2 separate regions of the Sus scrofa genome follow, and region 2 is linked to region 1. The links are chromatin contacts, called in public Hi-C maps. All regions are on one chromosome and are shown on one strand. The core of a region is the stretch at or near the end of the contact, and the rest is flanking DNA. Distances in the headings are between cores, read along the strand shown. Region 1 holds the start of GALC (galactosylceramidase). Region 2 holds the start of SPATA7 (spermatogenesis associated 7).

Region 1 (4,508 bases), core at 1,388-3,887:
TTTTGCATCTACTTTAAGCTCATACTTAAAATAGTGTTAGGAGTTCCCACTGTGGCACCACTCAGGACGGAGGTTTGATCCCTGGCCGGCACAGTAGGTTAAAGGATCCAGTGTTGCAACTGTGGATTGGATCTGATCCCTGGCCTGGGAACTCCATATGCTGCAGGGCAGAAAAAAAAAAAATTGTGTTAGAACTGATGGATCAGAGTGAGTTCTGGGAAGAGGAATCTATGGCGCTTGTGTAGTTATTGACTTGACTCATAGAATGGTGGTTATTAGGAAAGTAGTTCAGACATGTGCTTTATGGGGGGTGGTGGAAGGAGAAGAAATGGAAGAAAACTAGTGGCCAATACACAAATTACCTCTCCCAAGCCGAACCCTTTTGAGGGTGAAAGGGGCACCATTAATAACTATGTTAGGACAATAGACACAAGTTGGGATTGTGCTCGGTAAATCATAACGGACCTACAGTAATTTAAGAAGATGGAAAGAGCAGCATACTGTCCACGAAGAACAGAGACACATCTCAAGGGCCCGATGACTGTGTTTACAGAACTGCCCAGATAAGATTTTTTTTTTCCTCTGAGTGTAATTGTGGTCTTGACACTTACATATGGGTTTGCAAATAAGGGGTAAAACCATCAGATTCCAAATAGGACCCTGCAGACAGAGGCTCCTGCGGCTTATGGCTTTGGGGTCTTCTCCGAGACATTTGGGTATTTCTGGATTACCAATTTCACAGCTCTGCCAAGTGAGATTTTGGGATCAGAAACGCCTCCCCCAGAGTCTTCTCTCTTCATTTGACTTCAATACCAAGGAAATCAGGAATTTCAGACCAAGCTGTTACTGAACCCAAGTTTGCTCTGCTTGCCCCACGACAGGCCAATAAATTTGGAGACGAGTTGTTGGGGCAAGAAATAATGATTTTAATCAGAAAGCTAGCAGACGGAGAAGATGGCAGACTAGTGTCTCAAAAACGCATCTTGCTTCAGTCCCAATTCAGACTCCTTTTATAAGGAGAAAGGGGGGGGGAGGGCCAACGGTCCCTCAGTAACTGTCACTTGCTTGGGGGAAGGGCTCACCACAATGTTGACCAACGGCTGAGCAGGACAACTGAAAGTCAGTCATTAATGTTTGCTCGCTTAGGAAGCCAGATGCGACAGGACTCTCAGGACAATTCACAATTTCCCTACCAGTTTAGGGTTTACTGCCTGGAACCATTTCAACTGGAAGCAGGACGTAGCTTATTAAGTTACACAGTAGTTACCAGGATGAAGAACCTGTCAGCTAACTTTTGTTAAGTGTGTGTGTGTGTGTGTGTGTGTGTGTGTGTGTGTGTGTGTGGATTGAAAAAAATACAATCTGAAAAGTTGAGAGTTAAGTATTATTTGGGGTGAAATTAGGACTTAAGCCCAGGAGAGCATCTCAGGCAGCCTCGGGAAACTGCTCTGAGGAGGTGAGGGGGGGAGCGAGGATATATGAGTTTTTGCAGCAATGGGGAACTAGTAGGAACAAAAGATGTACAGATAACCAGGTTTACAGAAAACCATTTCTATGGGAACACAGTAAAGTTCTGGGCTTAACCAGAATCACTCCTTTGATAACGCTTTCCTGAGTTCCCCAGGGCTCAGTGGCCCACCCTTGGGAGTGGCTGTTCTCACAGGTGACCCTGACATCTTTTGTTTGGCCCACTAATTACAGCCCAGGGGCAGAAATACCGCCCCAAAGAGGAAAGGGGGACTATCAAGATCTAAGTCATAAAGGAGAAGGGGGAGGTAATGCAGCTATGCACACACTTTACAGAAGTTTGTTGTGGGTCTTGTGAAGGTTACTACTGGTCACAGACATTAGCCATCATTGACGGATTTTTGCGTTTTTCTAGATATAAGATGTAAGAACTGGGCTCATAAAAATCTTCTCCTAAAAACATCTAACTATCTAAAGATCATTTCTTTCAGTTTTCCCAGAGCACAGAGTGCCTCACTCCTGGTCTCCACCCTGAGCTCCACTGGGGTGGGGGGGGGTGTGCTACAGGTGGGCAGCTGCAGTGGTTCCTGTTTTACTCAGGATGGCAAGCGCCAAACTGAAGTTCTCATGTGTAAGGGCAGTCAGTGAAGATATACTGCATGTCTGTCGCCTTATGTTTAATTATACGTGCCCCGTGTGGCTGCTCTTCTTGTTTCCTCTCACATTAAGAGGACACTCAGGCCCAGAAAGCTAAATGACTCAACCATGGTGACCGCTGAAGATGGACTAGTATAGAGGCTGCAAGCCTGTCCGTTTTTAGCTCTGCCCCCTGGTGGCACATGGTAGATACGCCTGGAAATGCTGGGGGACGTCTGCGTTGGGCCATTCACTGCCCGCTCCCTTGGCCTTGGCCATCCACCTTCTCTTCGCCAAAGGCTCCAGTAGGTGAAGCCAGAAGAGGGGCAGTGAAGCGATACACGCCAAAGCCGGAGTCAGACCCTGACGTATGGAGGCGACTAGAGGAGGCTCCTTCTGTCCTCCCGCAGCACTTCGGTGGCTGCGTCAGCGACCTGCGGCCCACACTCAACATGGCGGCGGGGGCGCCAGCGAACTCCTGCCCTTCTCCATCATGGCGGCGACCAGACCCGCCTCCCTGGGCGCCGGAGTCATGTGACCCACACAATGGCTGAGCGCCGACTCCAGGCTTCCCGGCAACGCCGAGTGAAAGTCATGACGGCTGCCGCGGGTTCGGCGGGCCAAGTCGCGGTGACCCTGCTGCTGTGCGCGCTGCTTGCGCCTGGCAGCTCGTACGTGCTCGACGACTCTGACGGGCTGGGCCGGGAGTTCGACGGCATCGGAGCGGTCAGCGGCGGCGGGGTGAGCAGGGGGCAGTGGGGTGAGCTGGCTGTGAGCTGAGGGGGTGGGATGGTGGGGCGGGGCGGTTGTGGGGGCGCCAGGGGTCCGCCCCGTCCCGCCCCACAAGCCCCCGCGGCGCAGCCCCGCCGCCTCTGGGCTGGTTGTCGGGGTGCGTGGACTGCGTGGCTCGAGTCCGCCCAGGCTGGTTTAAGGTGATCCTGTAGAGGCAGTTAGGTGTAACAGATAAGGATCCGGAGGTCCACCGAGTAAGTGACAGGTCTAGATAGTGACAAGGCTGGGGCTCAAATCCTCCCTCACTTTGGGCAACGGGGCCTGGGGGCTCTTCTCCTTGGGGAGGGCACCCGGTGAGGGTGGCTCTTGAGACGGCCAGAGAGTGAGCTGGGGAGCGTCTGTCTGCTGAAGAGGATGAGCCTGTGGGATGCTGTGCCTCTTCCTTTTTAGGAAGAGGGGTCGGGGGAAGTGCAGGACCACTAGTGCGGGGCGCGGTTGGGCTCTTTCAAAGGGCCGAATGCTGGATAGGTTTTTGTCTGGAGGCATAACAGGTACCCCAAGGTCTGTTTAGAAAGGTGAGAGGCCAGAAACTGGAACCTTTTTTTTTTTTTTTTTCTAGTGGCGGACTACGCCAGTATCAACTGAGAGTTTAGGATTTTTGGAGGATCGTTGTCCCCGCAGAAGGTGAAGCCCTAGGGCGTGAGTTAGAGGCTGGAAGGGTCAGTCCCTCACTGGCGGCTATTTAGGTGTGCCAGGGGAGGGAAACCTTGGATGGAGACAGTGACTCACCACCATTAAAGTGCCTAAGAATCACCTTGTGCAATGCAGACCCTGCCCCGCCCCCATTCTGACTCTAGTTCTGGAGTGGGGTCTGAGAATCTGCATTTTTAACAAATGCACCAGTTGATTCTCATAGTATGTATTGAGAGAAATTTTTTCCTGATTCAAGGGTCTTTGGGGCAAGGGATGATCTATTTTTGAACTTGTAGTTTAAGAATAGATTTAGAGTTGTGGAAGTGTTGCCAAGACAATACAGAGTTCTCATATATCCTGCAGCCAGTTTTCTCCTGTTAATGGGCATCCCACATCAGTATGGTACATTTGTCCCAACCAGTGTTCATAACATTAATGAAAGGCCATACATCCTTTCGTATATCCTGAAGCTGTTACTTAATGCTCTTTTTTGGTTCCAGGATCCCATCCAGGATATTAATTGTATTTCATTGTCATGTTTCCTTAGTCTTTTCTGGGCTGTGTCCATTGGGATAAGTTCCCCTCATGTGGGCATTCTAAAATACATAGGTTAAGGGAGACATGAGGGCCATTACAGCTTAGTGCAAAATTTGTGTGGTCGCAGCCAGTAAGTCCCTTGGTTCCTTGGTCGTGCTGACAGGCGGCCACCTGGCTTGGGAGCCTGCTATGGTAGCATGTTTTTGACTCCTAACAGTTTGCTTGGTCCTGTACCATGCTGTTTGTAACATTTGTCTTGTCTTTTTTTAATCCCCTTCTATTTATAGTCCTTGGGTCCATGGGGTTTATGGGGGCAGACCTTCAGGTGAGAAGGATTTTCTTTTTTGTACCCCAGATCATAGCTAGAGCTGATTTTATTTGAAAGTAGTTATGGCTGAACTTTGAATGGGTTGTTTGTTGGGTTGAGCCAGATGGAGCTTAGA
Region 2 (4,508 bases), core at 1,151-3,650, 350 kb before region 1:
TTTATAGATGAAGCACAGAGAGATAAAGCGATGCAATTTATCCAAGGTTATACAACTAAAATGTGACAGATTTTGGATCTGAATCCAGGCACTCTGGTTCCTGAGTCTTAACCATTATCCTATCTTGATCAATATAAACTGCTTAGGAGTTAAACCATGCTCTAATTTACTTTACCATATGAAACAGGCTAAGAAATACAGTTTATTCTCTGTATGCAGCTTATGACCTCCAAACTCCTTTCTAATGTATGTATGTTTCTCTGCAGTCCATAGAAAAAGGAAAAGTAGGTATACAGAGAAGATAGCAAATGTCACAGAGAATAAATGACAAAAGATAAATAAATTTTAACTTTAGATGCCTTAACATTTTGTGCTCTTGAAATCATCACAGGTAACTTCAATGAAATCTAACAAATTTAGAAAGCGCAAAATTTTCAATTAAAATTATTTTAGCGTTGGCTAAAATATGGTTTCCTATTAATAATTATGTATAGGAGAACTGACTACCCCAGATATCTGGGGAATATTACATTTTTCTTAAAAACTCAAAATTAATGTTTGATACCATACATTATATAATGTCCTAAAAATGAAGCTAATTGGGTAAGTTATGGAAATATAAACGGTATTGTCTTTTTGTTGTTGTTGTTGTTGTTGTTGTTATCTCCTGGGCCGCTCCCGCGGCATATGGAGGTTCCCAGGCTAGGGGTTAATCGGAGCTGTAGCCACCGGCCTACGCCAGAGCCACAGCAACGCGGGATCCGAGCCGCGTCTGCAACCTACACCACAGCTCACGGCAACGCCGGATCGTTAATCCACTGAGCAAGGGCAGGGACCGAACCCGCAACCTCATGGTTCCCAGTCGGATTCGTTAACCACTGCGCCACTACGGGAACTCCCGTATTATCTCTTGACATGAACCTGATTTTAAAAAATTTAATAAACACTGAGACTTACTGTCTTATTAAGGCCATTATACTCTAAATTTGACATACATCCTTTCCCATGCTCCCAGTTCTACAAAGGAATAGTAAACGAAACAATGGCACTAGTTTCACATTCATTACACCTGTATTCAAAGCCTGTTGTGCCACTTACTGTGACTTGGGCAAATTACTTTTATTCACTGTGAAATGAGAATAATACAAGATGTTTTGTGCATTTAAAACTAAGGAAATTCAGAAATATTTTCTGGTACACAGCAAAGGTAATGTTAACTTATGTGGTAAAATTTCTGAAAACCATAAAGGCATGTTGGTTTGCTTTTCCTGGAACTTAGGTTACTAATATACAGTTATTTCCTACATTCAGATCAGCACTTTTTTTGATCAAAGATTACATAATAAAGGCACACCTGTATTCAAACAAGACTGATTGCAAGGAACCATCTAGCAGCTGGCTTTAAAGGTACAGTTTAAAACATAAGAACACTAAATTGCCAGAAGAGGTCTGGAGATTGCCTTAAACGCCTTGCTCAGAAAATGCAAATGATCTGGATCGGTCTGAGGCATAGATGTTTAAAGTTACGTGGCTCCAGTGGATCCACTGTAATGTCCACTTTAACCAGGCTATTCAGTCAAGAGCAGATTACGGATTAGGCCTTTGCTACTAAAACTACAGCCAGCAACACGGCATTATTTGGAAGTTTATTAGAAATGCAAAGGCTCAGTCCTCATCAGACCTACTGAATTTTAGCACTATTCCTACTCACACTAAAGTTAGAGAATCCCTGGGTTACTCACTAGTTTGGTGGGGCGGGGATGGGGTTACAATATGGAGGATTTCGTATTTACTGAGTATTTATACTGTGCTAAGAGCTTTGTATGTATCATCTGCATTTAATCCCCAAGAGCTCCAAGACAGAGGCGTTTGTACCACCACGTTCAAAAGCTGGGATAACTGAGGGCCACTCCTGAGGAGTGCAGCGGGGCTTGATTTGGGGGCCCAGAGAAGTCTCACTCCAAACACCAATTTTGGTTCGTCTCCGACCTCGAATTCCAGGGGCAGGGTCTCCTGGAGGCAGGGCAACAAATTCAGAGCAAGAAGCGGACCTGTGAACCCCACAAGCAAGGCTTCCTCTGATGCAAGAAGCCTAGGCAGCACGGGGCAACACTCGGGTCAACACTGGCGACTAAAAAGGGGACAGGGAGCGCCCAGCGCTCGGCCTAGAACCGCGCAGCCTGGACCCGAAGGCCCGACAGCCGGCCGGCGCGAGATGGCTAGCGGTAGCTCGCGACAGCTGCCCTTTACCTCTTCGGCTGCCATCCATGCTTAGACCTCTTGCAGCCGCCGTGGGTACAGCCGGGTCCCCTTCGGTCCTTCCCCGTGCCCGGCCAGCCCCCGCAGCAGAGGTTTGGCAACAAGGGGCCGGCGAGGGGGCGGCAGCGGATGGAGACTGTCGCAAGGCCGGTTGCTAAGGGCGGGTTCCACGGCGCCGGGATTGTGACGTCACGGCGTTGGGACGTGCGCTCTCGCTGCCCCGCCCCCGGGGGTAGCCGCAGAGGGGAGGAAAGCCGGGAGGGTGCCGGGATGGAGGTGCCGGGATGGAGGGGCCCGGCAGGGAAAGAACCTTAAGCGCCAGTCTGTTGCTCTGGGACTCTGCCAGTAGTCCACAGAGCGGCTGCTTGTCAGGAGTCAAGCCGCCAGCACCTGACAGGCCTTGTCCCAGCGGGAAGAACAGGAAGAAGTGGTGGTTTCATCTGGCATCTGTGTCCCCTGGGTCCCAGGAAAAAGTCAAAACGCCCATGTTGGCTGTGGTCAGGGTAACATTTAACCAATTCCAAATAATTACATCTCAAAGTAACCCATGAACATTTGAATTAGTGAAAAATCATGAGAATGAAAAACACCCACATATTTATATCTTGATTTTTAACCCGGATAATCAGTTTGTGTTTCTTTCCTGCTTCCTTAGCTTCCCTCCTCCTTTCACCATCCCCCTCCGCCTTTTTTGTCTTAATAAAATCGGTTTTCCCTTATGTTGGAAGAGTATTGCAACATGAACGAGGCGTTGATTTTTCCATGGCTTTCTACAATTTGTTTAATTTTAAAGCGGTTACTTTTGAATCCTTGGGAGTCACAGAATGGAGCCTGGGAGCGTTCTGCCATGTGTCCTCAGCAGTGGCTCTATTGACATTTTCGGCCAGATGCATAATTCTTCGTTGGGGCGGGGAGGATGTTTGGCAGCGTCCCTGGCCCCTACCCACTGCTTGCACTCCACCCGTGGTTGTGTCCAAAGATGTTTCCAGATGTTGCCAAAGATCACCTGAGAGGCAGACCCCCCACCCCACTCCACTCCAATCCCGTTTGAGAACCTGTGCTGTGATGGAAAAATTACTGGCTTTGGAGTCAGATTTGTGGAACTTAATTGTGAGTTTTCTGCCACAATTAGTTCCTAAACTACTTGAATTAGTTTCTAAACCTCTCTGAGCCTCAGATCCCTTTTTTCTAAGATGGAAAGTATGCCACTAATTTTGTAGTTGCAAGGATTAACATGTAGAGTGCCTGGCAAAATGAGATGTTCAACAATAGTTTTCTCTCTTTTAAGACTTTTGTCTTCTTCAGGGTATTAAGGAATTTAGGCATAAGGGAGTAAGTCAGAAATGCTATGAAAAGAAAAGTGGAATAAGCCAGAAATTTGGTTATGGTAATGCTTGTGCTACTGATTCTTTAAGATCCCAGGGCAAGGGGAAAATTAGATTCAAAATGTGAGGAATGTGGAAATGTGTGTAGTGGTTCTGTGATGCCTAACAACAAAGGTCATTTAGAAGGGTACAGGGGCAGAGGGTCAGATGTTATCCAGAGAAAAACTCCCTTGCCTACCTACTCATTAATGTTTGAAATCCCTGTCTAAGAACATGAAGGCTTTTATTCCACTTCTAGAATCTGGGAAATACCTTGTATATAATAGGCTTCCAGTAAGCATTTGTTAAATTGAGCTAGAAGTAAAGCATGAAGGGCAAATACCCCTGGGGGAGGCAACACAGTGATTTGATTTACACAAAGGCGATGCCAGTTCCTCTTATGAAAATAGATTTGGGGTATGAAAAGTAGATTTTGCTTTGAAATAGGAAAGGGGCTCCACAATTGGAAGAAGAGCAAAATGGGAGAGGGTTCGGAAGACTATATTGCTTGGTGTCCAACTTCAGCTGAAGCCATCCGCATGTCATTATTTTTCTTAAGGATTTTCTTTTAGTTCTTCCAAGATGTGCATGATTAGGGTCTTTTTCTCTCCAATTTTAGCAGAGAACATATTACCATAGGTGCAATTTAATTTGTCTTTGTGATAGGGATGGAGTTAGACACAGATATTTTTAGAAGTCCTAATAAAGGACCACAGATAAGGAGGGAAACTTAGGGGACATTGGGAGATTGCTGTAAGTAAATAAATTGCTCAAAAAAAGCCATCAGAACAAGGCAGGTTTGCTTCATCAGTGGAGCCTTGAGAATTGCCTCAGGTCGTTGCGTGGGGGGTGGGATTAGGCCTGCATTCATATTCAGACCAAGGG

What was found. A called contact is a pair of places that touch in the nucleus more often than the background predicts.
Region 2: a contact with region 1 is called in a Hi-C map of embryonic fibroblasts, with 4 times the contacts expected there. The contact joins the promoter of SPATA7 here to the promoter of GALC in region 1. A contact is called at or near these places in 3 of 5 promoter capture datasets (fetal liver, fetal skeletal muscle and liver), 6 of 47 Hi-C or Micro-C datasets (embryonic fibroblasts, fetal skeletal muscle, heart right ventricle and 2 more) and 2 of 2 datasets of contacts at active chromatin or transcription factors (alveolar macrophages and skeletal muscle).

Annotation. Positions count from the first base shown.
Region 1 is chr7:109,959,536-109,964,043 of Sscrofa11.1, reverse strand. It overlaps GALC (galactosylceramidase), which reads left to right and starts at 2,637. Exons shown (of 17, transcript NM_001243631.1): 1 at 2,637-2,844. The coding sequence starts at 2,650.
Region 2 is chr7:110,307,354-110,311,861 of Sscrofa11.1, reverse strand. SPATA7 (spermatogenesis associated 7) reads right to left here and starts at 2,400. Exons shown (of 12, transcript NM_001177908.1): 1 at 2,251-2,400. The coding sequence starts at 2,269.